Linked DNA regions of Mus musculus: region 2 is linked to region 1. A link is a contact called in public HiChIP or PLAC-seq data. All regions are on one chromosome and are shown on one strand. The core of a region is the stretch at or near the end of the contact, and the rest is flanking DNA. Distances in the headings are between cores, read along the strand shown.

What was found. HiChIP or PLAC-seq counts read pairs in DNA pulled down with a chosen protein or histone mark.
Region 2: an H3K4me3 HiChIP or PLAC-seq map of intestinal villus epithelium shows a contact between it and region 1, with 7 read pairs. The contact joins the promoter of Il17ra here to the enhancer-like site in region 1. A contact is called at or near these places in 8 of 39 promoter capture datasets (the 3T3-L1 cell line, the C10 cell line, the HPC-7 cell line and 4 more), 2 of 484 Hi-C or Micro-C datasets (embryonic stem cells and muscle stem cells), 6 of 115 datasets of contacts at active chromatin or transcription factors (CD8 T cells, the HPC-7 cell line, bone marrow-derived macrophages and 3 more) and 3 of 9 other capture datasets (adipose tissue, liver and pancreatic islet).

The regions. Positions count from the first base shown.
Region 1 is chr6:120,393,104-120,398,483 of GRCm38.p6, forward strand. It overlaps Kdm5a (lysine (K)-specific demethylase 5A), which reads left to right. Exons shown (of 28, transcript NM_145997.2): 12 at 984-1,146. Among named protein-coding and RNA genes, the nearest start is that of Gm24592, 15 kb to the left of the region's middle. Within about 2 kb of position 2,963, at least 11 of the 459 cell types and tissues checked have an H3K27ac peak or open chromatin away from gene starts, as enhancers often do. A contact at or near this core is called in intestinal villus epithelium, where this site is marked.
Region 2 is chr6:120,459,909-120,465,150 of GRCm38.p6, forward strand. It overlaps Il17ra (interleukin 17 receptor A), which reads left to right and starts at 3,289. Exons shown (of 13, transcript NM_008359.2): 1 at 3,289-3,558. The coding sequence starts at 3,421.

The sequences.
Region 1 (5,380 bases), core at 1,713-4,212:
CAAATAGTTTTTAAATAGCTTGACTAATAAATTCATTTCTATTTTAGCCGTTTTATTACTGTGATAAAACACCATAATCAAAAGCAACTTGGGGAGGAAAGGATTTATTTTATCTTAGAGCTTGTATCAGTCATCCAGAGAAGTCAGGGCAGAATTCTCGAGGTAGGAATTGACTCATAGAGGAGTAGAGTACTTATTACTGGGTTACTCCTCATGGCTTGTTCAGCCTGCTTTCTTACAGCACTTAATACCTCCAGCCTAGGATTAGACCACCCATGGTGTGTTGGGCCCTCCTACATTAATCATAAATCAAGAAAATGTACCACAAGCTTGTCCACTCATCAGTCTGGTGGGGACATCTTCCAGTTTCCCTCTTCAAAAATGACTAGCTTGTGCCAGGTTTACATCCAACTACCAGTACTATTTCCTGAGTATTCTAAATGAGCTCTAATAATAATAGATTAATGATGCCTAATTTTTGGTTTTATCTTTTTGAAGATAGCCATATTTAAAGTTAGAGTAGTTTGTAATACTAGGTTATTTCCATGGAGACGAAATTGAACTGAATGGAGTTATTTATATGGACCCTGGAGATCATTGACTCTTTGCTTTAACCATTTGATCAGAATAGAAAAGACTCCTGTTCTGAGGTTCTAGAGAGTTATGTCCATATCCTTTTGAACAATGGTTTCCATGTAATCTATTTTCTGTTCCAAAAATTACTTTTACTGATCCCCTATTTATGTACTTTGGGTTATTTGCCCAGTGGCAATGAGTGTGTATTTTACCTGTCCATATATCCTTGCCTTATTTACCATATTAGTAGTAGCATTGATTGATGGGATGGATGTCAAGTTTCTGGGCATATAACCTATGGCCAGGAATACGGCATGGTTAATTATAATTTAGTGGATTTGAATGAAAGACCCTGGCTTTATTTGGTACCATGTTCTACCTAGCTAAACAGTTATTTCTTTTGCTAGGGGCGAGCCAAAGACATGGTATGGTGTACCATCTCATGCTGCAGAACAACTGGAGGAGGTGATGAGGGAGCTGGCCCCTGAGTTATTTGAATCCCAGCCTGATCTCCTACATCAGTTAGTAACCATCATGAACCCAAATGTGCTCATGGAGCATGGTGTGCCTGTGAGTCTTCTTGTGTCTTCCTTCGGCATTTTTAAAGATTTTCTAGTATAGCCAAATTAGAGTTTATACTTTGAATAGAACTTTAATATTAAGAAGGGATCCTTAAAGTATGAGTCATATTTTATGTCTTAAAGCTACCTATTTGAGTAACCTATTTTTCACTAAAAACTGTTAATTTTATTTTCTTTTTAAACTTTTGTTGTTTGGTTTTTAGTTTGTTTTTCGAGACAGGGTTTCTCTGTGTAGCCCTGGCTGTCCTGGAACTCATTCTGTAGATCAGGCTGGCCTTGAACTCAGAAATCTACCTGCCTCTGCCTCCCAAGTGCTGGTATTAAAGTCCTGCACCACCACTGCCCGGCCTTTTTTTTTTTTTTTTTTTTTTTAAAGTAGAGTATTACTTGGTAACTCTTCTGTGGACCACACACCAAGTGTGGACCAAGCTGACTGGATTTAAATACATAGAGATCTATTTCCTTCTGCTTCCCAAGTGCTGGCATTAAAGTGTATACCGCCATGCCCAACTTGTTTTTGACTTTAAGAATTATTTTTTCAAAATATTTTGTGTGGTCATTTTCACAATTTAAAATATACTTTTGATTTTAATATGTACTTTGATTTTATTAAGACATTCAATTTCACCAGGCAGTGGTGGCAGAAGCCCTTATTATTCTCAGCACTTGAAAAGCAGGGGCAGGGGGCTGACGAGATGGCTCAGCAGGTAAGAGCACTGACTGCTCTTCTAAAGGTCTTGAGTTCAAATCCCAGCAACCACATGGTGGCTCACAACCATCTGTAATGAGATCTGACACCCTCTTCTGGTGCGTCTGAAGACAGCTACAATACACTTATTTACAATAATAAATAAATCTTATTAAAAAAAAAAGAAAAGAAAAGCAGGGGCAGGTGGATTTCTTCACTCAAACTCTGTCTCAAAAAACCAAAATTAAATATGTATTTGATTTCACACGTTACTTAAATGTGTGAAGTATCATTTCCAAATGTTTGGGGTTTTTTTTTTTTTAAGAGTTATTTAATGTGTATGAATGTTTTGCCTGCAAGTATATATGTACATCATGTCCATGCCTGTTACCTGAGGCAGTCAGAAGGGGGCTTTGATTCCTTAGAACTAGAGATGAGGATGGTTATGAACCACCATGTGGGTGGAATCAAACCTGGGTCTTGTGCAGGCAGTAAGTGCTCTTAATGGATGAGCCATTTCTCCAGTTTATTTTATGTGTATGAGTGTTTTGCTTGCATGTATGTGTGTGTGCTATATGTATTCCTGGTTCCTTCAGGGGCGAAAAGGAGACACTGGATCCCTAAAAAAGGCATTATAGCTTGTTGTTAGCTGCCATGTGAGTGATAGAAATTGACCTAGATTCTTTTGTGGTTTTGTTTGTGTGCCCAGCCTTTGCCCTGTTCTGCCATGATGCATGTGTTGTAGTTTGTAGGATTCTTTCCTCTAATTATACCATGTGGATCCTGGAGATTGAATTCAGGTCATCAGGCATGGTAGTGTTATGGTCTGACTCCCCCAGAATAGCGGTAGCCGTTTGGTTCTATGCCTGTCAGCTATTTCATATTGTTGCTGTAACAGGCCTGGCAGTCATTGACACAGAGAAGTGACTTGGCTCAAGGACATACCCTGTTTTGTTCTGTATTTTCTGATTGAGGTTTGCTAATCTTAAGAAATTCCACAAACCTTTACATAGGATCCATCAAGTCAAAGGTCAATATGAACTGTTCTGTCTAAAATGGCTTGAGTCAGAGATGTTCCCCGGGCAGCCCTTTCTGAACCTGTGTATGAGCTCACTGTGGTTTTTCTCGCTGACACTGAAGAATGCTACTAATAAGTCAAAAAGTTATGATTATAATACTCATGCTCTGTTATCTCACTGTTCTGAAATTTCCCTGCTCACCGCCTATCCCCACCCTTAGCTTACTCAGGACCAATCAGCTTAAAGGTTGGCTGATAGACTTTGCCCAATGAGCCAATTGCTCTGCTCCTTGCCCCTTTAAACTCCTGAATCTGTTTTTTCCTATATATAAAAAAGCCTGCCCTATGGCAGACTAGTACCATTAGGTTTTCTGGACCTTTTTGCAGTCCTGGATGTTCAGTTAAGGTGTGTGTTCAGTAAATTATTTTTGCTTAGCTGAGATCAGTGTTAATGTGGTTTGAGTGGCAATTCCTGAACCCCAGCAGTAGCAAGAGCCTGTACCCACTGAACTATCTCAGTGATTCCCAAATCTACTGTTCTATATTCTTCCTACTCAACTAGAATAATCAAGTTCTTAAAATGGTAGCTGTTCTAGTTTTGTTCTGTTGCTGTAATAAAACCACTTAAGGAATGTTTATTTCAGCTTACAGTTCCAGATCATGCATAGTTCATCATTGAGGGAAATCAAGGCAGGAAGTTGAAGAGAAGCCCCCATGACTGTTCCAAACACAGCATTCGTTATCTCTGGCCAAAGAATTCAAAGCTAAAAGATACTGTGGAAACGTTGGAAGATGCCTGTTGCTGGCTAAGACAGGCTGATGCTTAGCTGTCTTTTTAGTATAGTGTATAGTGCAGGGCCATCTTGCCATTCCACATGGTGGAGCTGGGGTGGTCGTAGACTAGCCAGCCTACATTAATCAAGATAGTCCCCTTTCATTGGCAGGCCAGTCTAATCTAGGAAATTTTTCAATTGATGTACTCCTCTCAGGTGAGTTTAGGCTGTGCCAAGTTAACAAAGCTAATGAGAAAAAGATTTTTTCATGGCCAGCCTGGTCTACAAAGTGAGTTCCAGGCCAGCCAGGCCTATACATCGAAACCCTGCCTCAAAAAGCCAAAAGAAAAAAAAATGTACTATGGAATCACCACTTAGCTTAGATATTGGTGGGTGGGTTTTTTTCTTCTTTTGAGAGTGAGTTGTTTTTTGTTTTTTCCTTTTCTATTTCTCAGGTAGCAGCTGGCCTTGAATTTGCTGTATAAGTTTGCAACATACATTTGGCACTCATTAAAACTTTTTGTTTTGTTTTATTTTTGTTTGTTTATTTGAACTGCTGAGGCTGGAAATCAAGGCCTTGTACACTTTATGGTTTTTCGAGACAGGGTTTCTCTGGGTAGCCCTGCATGTCCTGGAACTCACTTTGTAGACCAGGCTGGCCTCGAACTCAGAAATCTGCCTGCCTCTGCCTCCTGACTACTGGGATTAAAGGCGTGGGCCACCACGCCTGGTCCCCTTGTACACTTTATAAATTTACTTTACCACTAAGCTACATTCCCTCAGAGCTTATTTGTCTGGGTTTGGCACTGAATTCGTGATCCTTCTGTTTCTGGCTCCCGGGTTCTGGGTTTATAAGTATGTGCTACTGCATTCCCTTCGTATAATGGTGATTCAAATGTAGATAAATTATGTTACCTTTGTCTTCAAACGGTGGATTTATGCTAGGACCCAGAGGATTAAGGTTAAACCTACTTAAAGCAGTTGTTGCCACTGTCTTGAAATATCTTCCATGTTTACATGCTAATTCTGTTTGATTTAACAACTGACGTGTATCAAGATACACTTTCAGAATATATTTTTGTAGGTTGTAATTAAAACACCTAAAGCATGATGGTGCACATCTTTAATCCCAGCACTCGAGGGCAGAGGCAGATGGATCTCTGATTTTTGAGGTCAGTCTGGTCTACAGAGTTCCAGGACAGACAGGGCTCTTACATACACAGAGAAACTGTTTTGGAAAACCCAAAATGATAAAATAAAAAAATAAATAACTGTTTTTTAAACTAATTTTAAAAAGCATTCATAATATTATCACAAAACAAAGTTATATTTGGTAAAATGGATTGGTGGTATTTCATGACATTAACCGATCAATTTACTTCTAAATATTATCTAATGATTGAAGGAAATCTAATCTTTTATCTTTATTTATAACAAAGGAACAAAACTCAGTTTTCTTACTTTTTAAAGAAAAAGGTTTGTTTGTTTGTTTGTTTGTTTGTTTTTTAAAAAGGAGGGTTCTCATTTAGCTCATGCTTGTAGCAATGACCTTGAGCTCCTGACCCTTCTGCTTCTACTCTTTGAGTGCTAGAATTACAGACATTCATCATTACTTACAGGACTTAACTTAGGAAGTGAGTACAGTTTTCTCTTTGAGAGTTTCTTTTGGCTGTTCATTCTTGTCATATATTTTATCATTTTAAGAAAGCAGAGTTTGGCCGGGCAATGGTAGTGGTGCACGCCT
Region 2 (5,242 bases), core at 2,039-4,538, 67 kb after region 1:
ATAATATATAATATAGCATTCTGTATATATTATGCAATATAATATATAATATAGTATATAGTATATTGTATAATATATATTACATAATTATAATGTATAGTATATGGCATATAGTATTTAGTATATGATCTATGATAAATGACATATGACTTGATATAATGAATTATATACAATATATAATACTTATTATATTGTACATTAAGTAATATAGTGTCTATAACATATGTTATATTATACATTATGTTATAAATATTATAAGGGAATTTTTTGTTTTTTGTTTTGGTTTTTCGAGACAGGGTTTCTCTGTATAGCCCTGGCTGTCCTGGAACTCACTCTGTAGACCAGGCTGGCCTCGAACTCAGAAATCCGCTTGCCTCTGCCTCCCAAGTGCTGGGATTAAAGGAGTGCACCACCACGCCGGCTGGGAAACATTTTTTTAAGTTTAGTTTATGTGTATATATGTCTTCCCTGTATGAATGTCTGTGCACCACTTGTGTGCCTGGTGCACTAGAAGGTCAGAAAAGGTTGTTGGGCCGGGCAGTGGTGGTGCACGCCTTCAATCCCAGCACTTGGGAGGCAGAGGCAGGTGGATTTCTGAGTTCGAGGCCAGCCTGGTCTACAGAGTGAGTTCCAGGACAGCCAGGGCTACACAGAGAAACCCTGTCTCGAAAATACAAAAGAAAGAAAGAAAGAGAGAGAGAGAGAGAGAGAGAGAGAGAGAGAGAGAGAGAAAGGAAGAAAGGAAGGAAGAAAGAAAAGAAGAGGATGTTGGATCCCCTGGAACTGAAGTTATATATGGTCGTGGGCCACTATATTGGTGCTTTATTGAATCCAGGTCCTGAAGAAGAGTGGTCAATGCCCTTTACCGCTGAACCATCTCTCCAGCCCTGAGAATTGTATTCTTACTGGTCTCAGATATTTTATTCTTCTCCTTTCCACAAAATGAAACCTGGCAAATATCATATGGCTACTAAACCATACGCCATTATTAGCTCGAAACCCAGGATATTTCCAGGTGATACAATTCTGGAGACCGGAGAAGTAATTCCACCAATGAGAGGTTTTCCTGATCAGCATCATTGAAGAGTACATAAAAACTTAACAGACTTGTGTAACAGCACAAGTATGTTCCTAAAGTGCTGTATTTACTGAATCTGTTTCCTGGAAAAGTAGTTAATAAAGCTTATTCTCAGAGTGTTTAAAAAAAAAAAAAAAAAAAAGAAACCTGCCTTTCCATCCCTAGCTTGCCGCTGTGATGTCCGGATCAGAGGCTTCATCCTCCCCTTTCCTTTGTGAAAATCCCAGAGAGCGTCACCGAGGTCCTTCGTGGCTGCTGGTGGGGGTCCGTGTAAAATTCCTGCCGAGGTCACTCCCGAAGTGAGTCTGTGCTGACCACCTTATGCCACATGAAGGGATCCTCCAGAGCGGGCTCCTTAGGGCTACATGGAGGTTTCCTGCGCCTGCCCAAATCACTCCCCCTGTCTCTGGTCCCTCTTGGGAGACAGGAACCTCAGATGAGAGTCTGCACATGCTTCCAGCCTGTCTCACACAACCTCAGGGATGTCGCAGCCACCAAAGCAGGCAGTGTTCTATAGTGCGGTTCTCCTGCCGGGCTTCGCGTGGTGCTTCATGCCGTGGTGCTAACTTGAGCTTTGCGGTCCTGGTTTACTTCTGGTTTGGGGTTTCTGTCAGTCTAGAAATTAGAGTGTGGGTCCTCATCCAAGCCCACAAGACAACAGGGTGTACCTCCCTGTGCCCTCCCTCCACAGCCTTGGGCGGGCTGAATTAGACCTTGTTTTGCTGCAGTAGGCTAGCCCACCTAGGGTGGAGTCTTCTGACCTAGGTAAAGTCTATTGTCCTGCCACTTCTGCAGCTTCCCACGAGATCCTGGCATAGTGGGGGATGGGGCCCCCCCTTTAAATTTCAAGGATTAAACATTGGGCCTTGATCAGAATCTTTGTCTTGGTCTCATTCTTCTCTAGTCATCATTCCTATCCAACCCCAGCTTTCCTTTCGGGAACCCAGTTCTCCGTGGCCGCTGGCGACTACACCTCCCGAGATGGGAATCAGCTCCCAAGAACCTTGGTAATAAAGAGAGAGCCCCTTGTTGGGTCTGAGAAAATAGCCAAAGGGTTTCAGTAAGACAAAAGTTTCCTTCTGCAAAACGGTGTACAGCCGTGTCTTACTGAGCGCATAAGCGCATCCAGTGAGAGTCGCGCTTGGTTTTATTCCCAACGTTAAGGGGTCCTGTGCCTTACTCCAGGTGGTCAGATCGTGGCCTCACATTCTTAGATGTTGCGGTTGATACCCAGAATGCAGTTTTTAGCAGCGGTGCAACCATGAGCACATATTTTCATTACAAGAAGTGTTAGTCTTGGAGAAATTTGAATTCCTAGTGGCTTCTTTGAATTTTTTTTTTCTCTCCAGGGGGTTCTAGAGGGCATCCCCAGGCCTTGTCAGAGACTCTGTCCGTTGTACTGCTCAGTCCCCCATCCTTCCACGCCTCTGCCCTCAGCCTGGCCTCAAACCTTCCTATGCTGTGTACCTTACCCAGCCAAACTGCACTCGGCGAGGCCACAGTGAGGCTCCTTGAAAGAGCTGGCTGTCTACACAGGCTGTCTCCGTTTCCCTCCTCTGATCCACTTTTAACCCTTCATACTTAGCAATGCTACCCCCCCCCCCCCACACACACACATCTCTGTTACAGAATGCCGTGTTTGCTTTAGTCCAGCCATGAGGTGACTAATTCACTGTCCAGGGTTTTGTTTTGTTTTGTTGGGTTTTTGTTTTGTTTTGTTTTGTTTTGTTTTTGAGTGTGCAAATGTATGATTCAACGCTGAAAGGGAAAAAATATAGTTTCATGGACTTGCTATATGAGACTTAAGCTACATGATCTGGCCATCAAAAACTAGAACTTTGTAGAAAAAACAAAAAAAACAAAAACGAGAAATAAGCATTACGACGATGCGATGGGCTTGTTTCTCCATAAAAACTGAAAGGGAGATTGAGCAAACAAACTCCTTGGAGTCCCGAGTCGGAAATTAGACTAAAATGATGAAACAGATCAGTGTAAACCGGGAGGGTACGATGGCGAGGACAGTCATAGCTCCACAGCAAGTTGACAGCGGGGCTCGGCTCCTTAAAACGGGTTCCTGGGCTCCTATCTTACTTAGCTGAGCAACATCCAAGGAGAGCCAAAGAGGCCAGGAGCACACCTGGGCCAAGGCGGAGGCGGGGCCAGAGGAAGGACAGCCCCCACCCAAGCCCCGCCCCGAGCGGCCCGCCCTCGGGGGAGCCGGAAGCGGGACAGAGGAGGCCGTGTGAAGCCGACGAGCGCCAGTCCTCGGCCGGGAAAGCCATCGCGGGCCCTCGCTGTCGCGCGGAGCCAGCTGCGAGCGCTCCGCGACCGGGCCGAGGGCTATGGCGATTCGGCGCTGCTGGCCACGGGTCGTCCCCGGGCCCGCGCTGGGATGGCTGCTTCTGCTGCTGAACGTTCTGGCCCCGGGCCGCGCCTCCCCGCGCCTCCTCGACTTCCCGGCTCCGGTCTGCGCGCAGGAGGTGAGAGAAGCCGGGCGGAGCGGGGATGCCCGGGCCGTCGGGGGTGGTGGAGAGGACGGCGGAGGGTGGTGAAGAGGTGTCAGAGGGGCGGGCGTCGGGAGGGCCGTCGGGAGTGCGGAGGGCTGTCAAAGGTGCTGAGAGCCGTCGCGAGTGCGAAGGGGCGGACGGCCCAGGCTCTGGCGGGCCCGGGGAGGCTGAAAGTCCGCCCTAGGGGCTCGGAGGACGGTCCCGGGCATGGGCGCAGCGTGGAGGCGCGCTGGCAGCGACTCCGGGAGTGGAGTCGCGGTGAGGGGGAGTTCTAGGGAAACTACGCGGGCGGCGGAGTCACTGGTAGCGCGAGGCGGGGTGACAATTCCGTCTGGGCCTCGGAATTGGAAGATGGAGGCACCAGAGGCTGGCAGCTCGGGATGGACATGGACCTAACCTTGGCAGGAGCTGAAATAATCTGGACTGGCCCCTAACTCCTTGCTTCCTGAGCAGTCAATCCTCCAGCTCTCCCATGCTCAGGTGCCCCAGCCTGGCCTCGGGGGTCCCCACAGGTTGGGTAGTGCGGGCGAGCCCAGTGCCCAGGGGAATCAAACAGGATGTGGGTTGAAAGATGCCGTCCATCCCATCTTTTTTTCACCACCACGTGTGTCCCAGAACCGAGCCTGCCAAAATTGAGTTAACATGTGTGGAAGTCTGCCAGTTTGTTACTGCCAGGGAGGACCACCCCACCCCCACGCCCCGCTGCGCTCTTAGGAAACTGACACACCCCTGGCGGTTGAACCTTACTTACTGTCAAAACAAAGCATAACAAAAAAACAGCGAACCTGTGCAAAACCTAGTGTCTGTTCCACGCATAAACTTTCCTCCCTGTCTCCCTTCAAGCCTTCTCTTCCTCCACTGGTTTTTCCAGCCCCTTCCCCTCCACTTCCACAGCTGACCCCAGGAACTGTGTCCAGTCGCTGAGTCGGAGGATATGAAACAAAAGGATAGTTCTTATCTAATTTTGTAGATTTACCAAAAGAGGGTGGGGAGAGGGTGACTATTTTTACTGGAAAAACTGTGTTTTTTAAAAAAGTCTGAGGGCTGCTGGGAAATGTCATAGTGCTCCCCGTACTGGGAAAGTCAGAGTGACATCTTCAGACAGGGCCAAAGTGTCAAAACATAGAGGATTGCTGTTTGTGTCTGGCTAGTCCTTTGCCAAGGGCCTCACGATACAAGTAAACTGAAAGTAGAGAAAGATGATTCCTGGGACTGCAGTGTCCAGGATGAAGTTGTCTTGGATGTAGGAACGTCTTGCAAGAGTGCTTTGCACAATCGGTGTGTGCAGAATCCAGGGAGGAGAAAATGACCCCCAGCTGGGCTGTTTCTCACTGAAAAGACATTTGAGCAGTTCTGTTCCAAACCAGGAGCCTCAGAAACATTTCGCTTAAAGCGTTCAAAAATCTCACTGGTGGAACGGTACCTGAAACAAGCAGGGTCAAGTGGAAGATGGGGGCATCTGTGGAACAGCAGAGAGAGATGGGTGGGAGCTGAGCCAAAATTTTAGGCTGTGAGGTCTGTGGAAGTTCACCCAGACCCTCAGCTACAGTCCCTGCCATAAATCTTGGGGGTCTTAGTTTTTTTAGTTTTTATTTATTTATTTTGAGTTGAGTTTTAGTTTAGTTTTAGTTTTTATTTATTTATTTTGAGTTTTTGT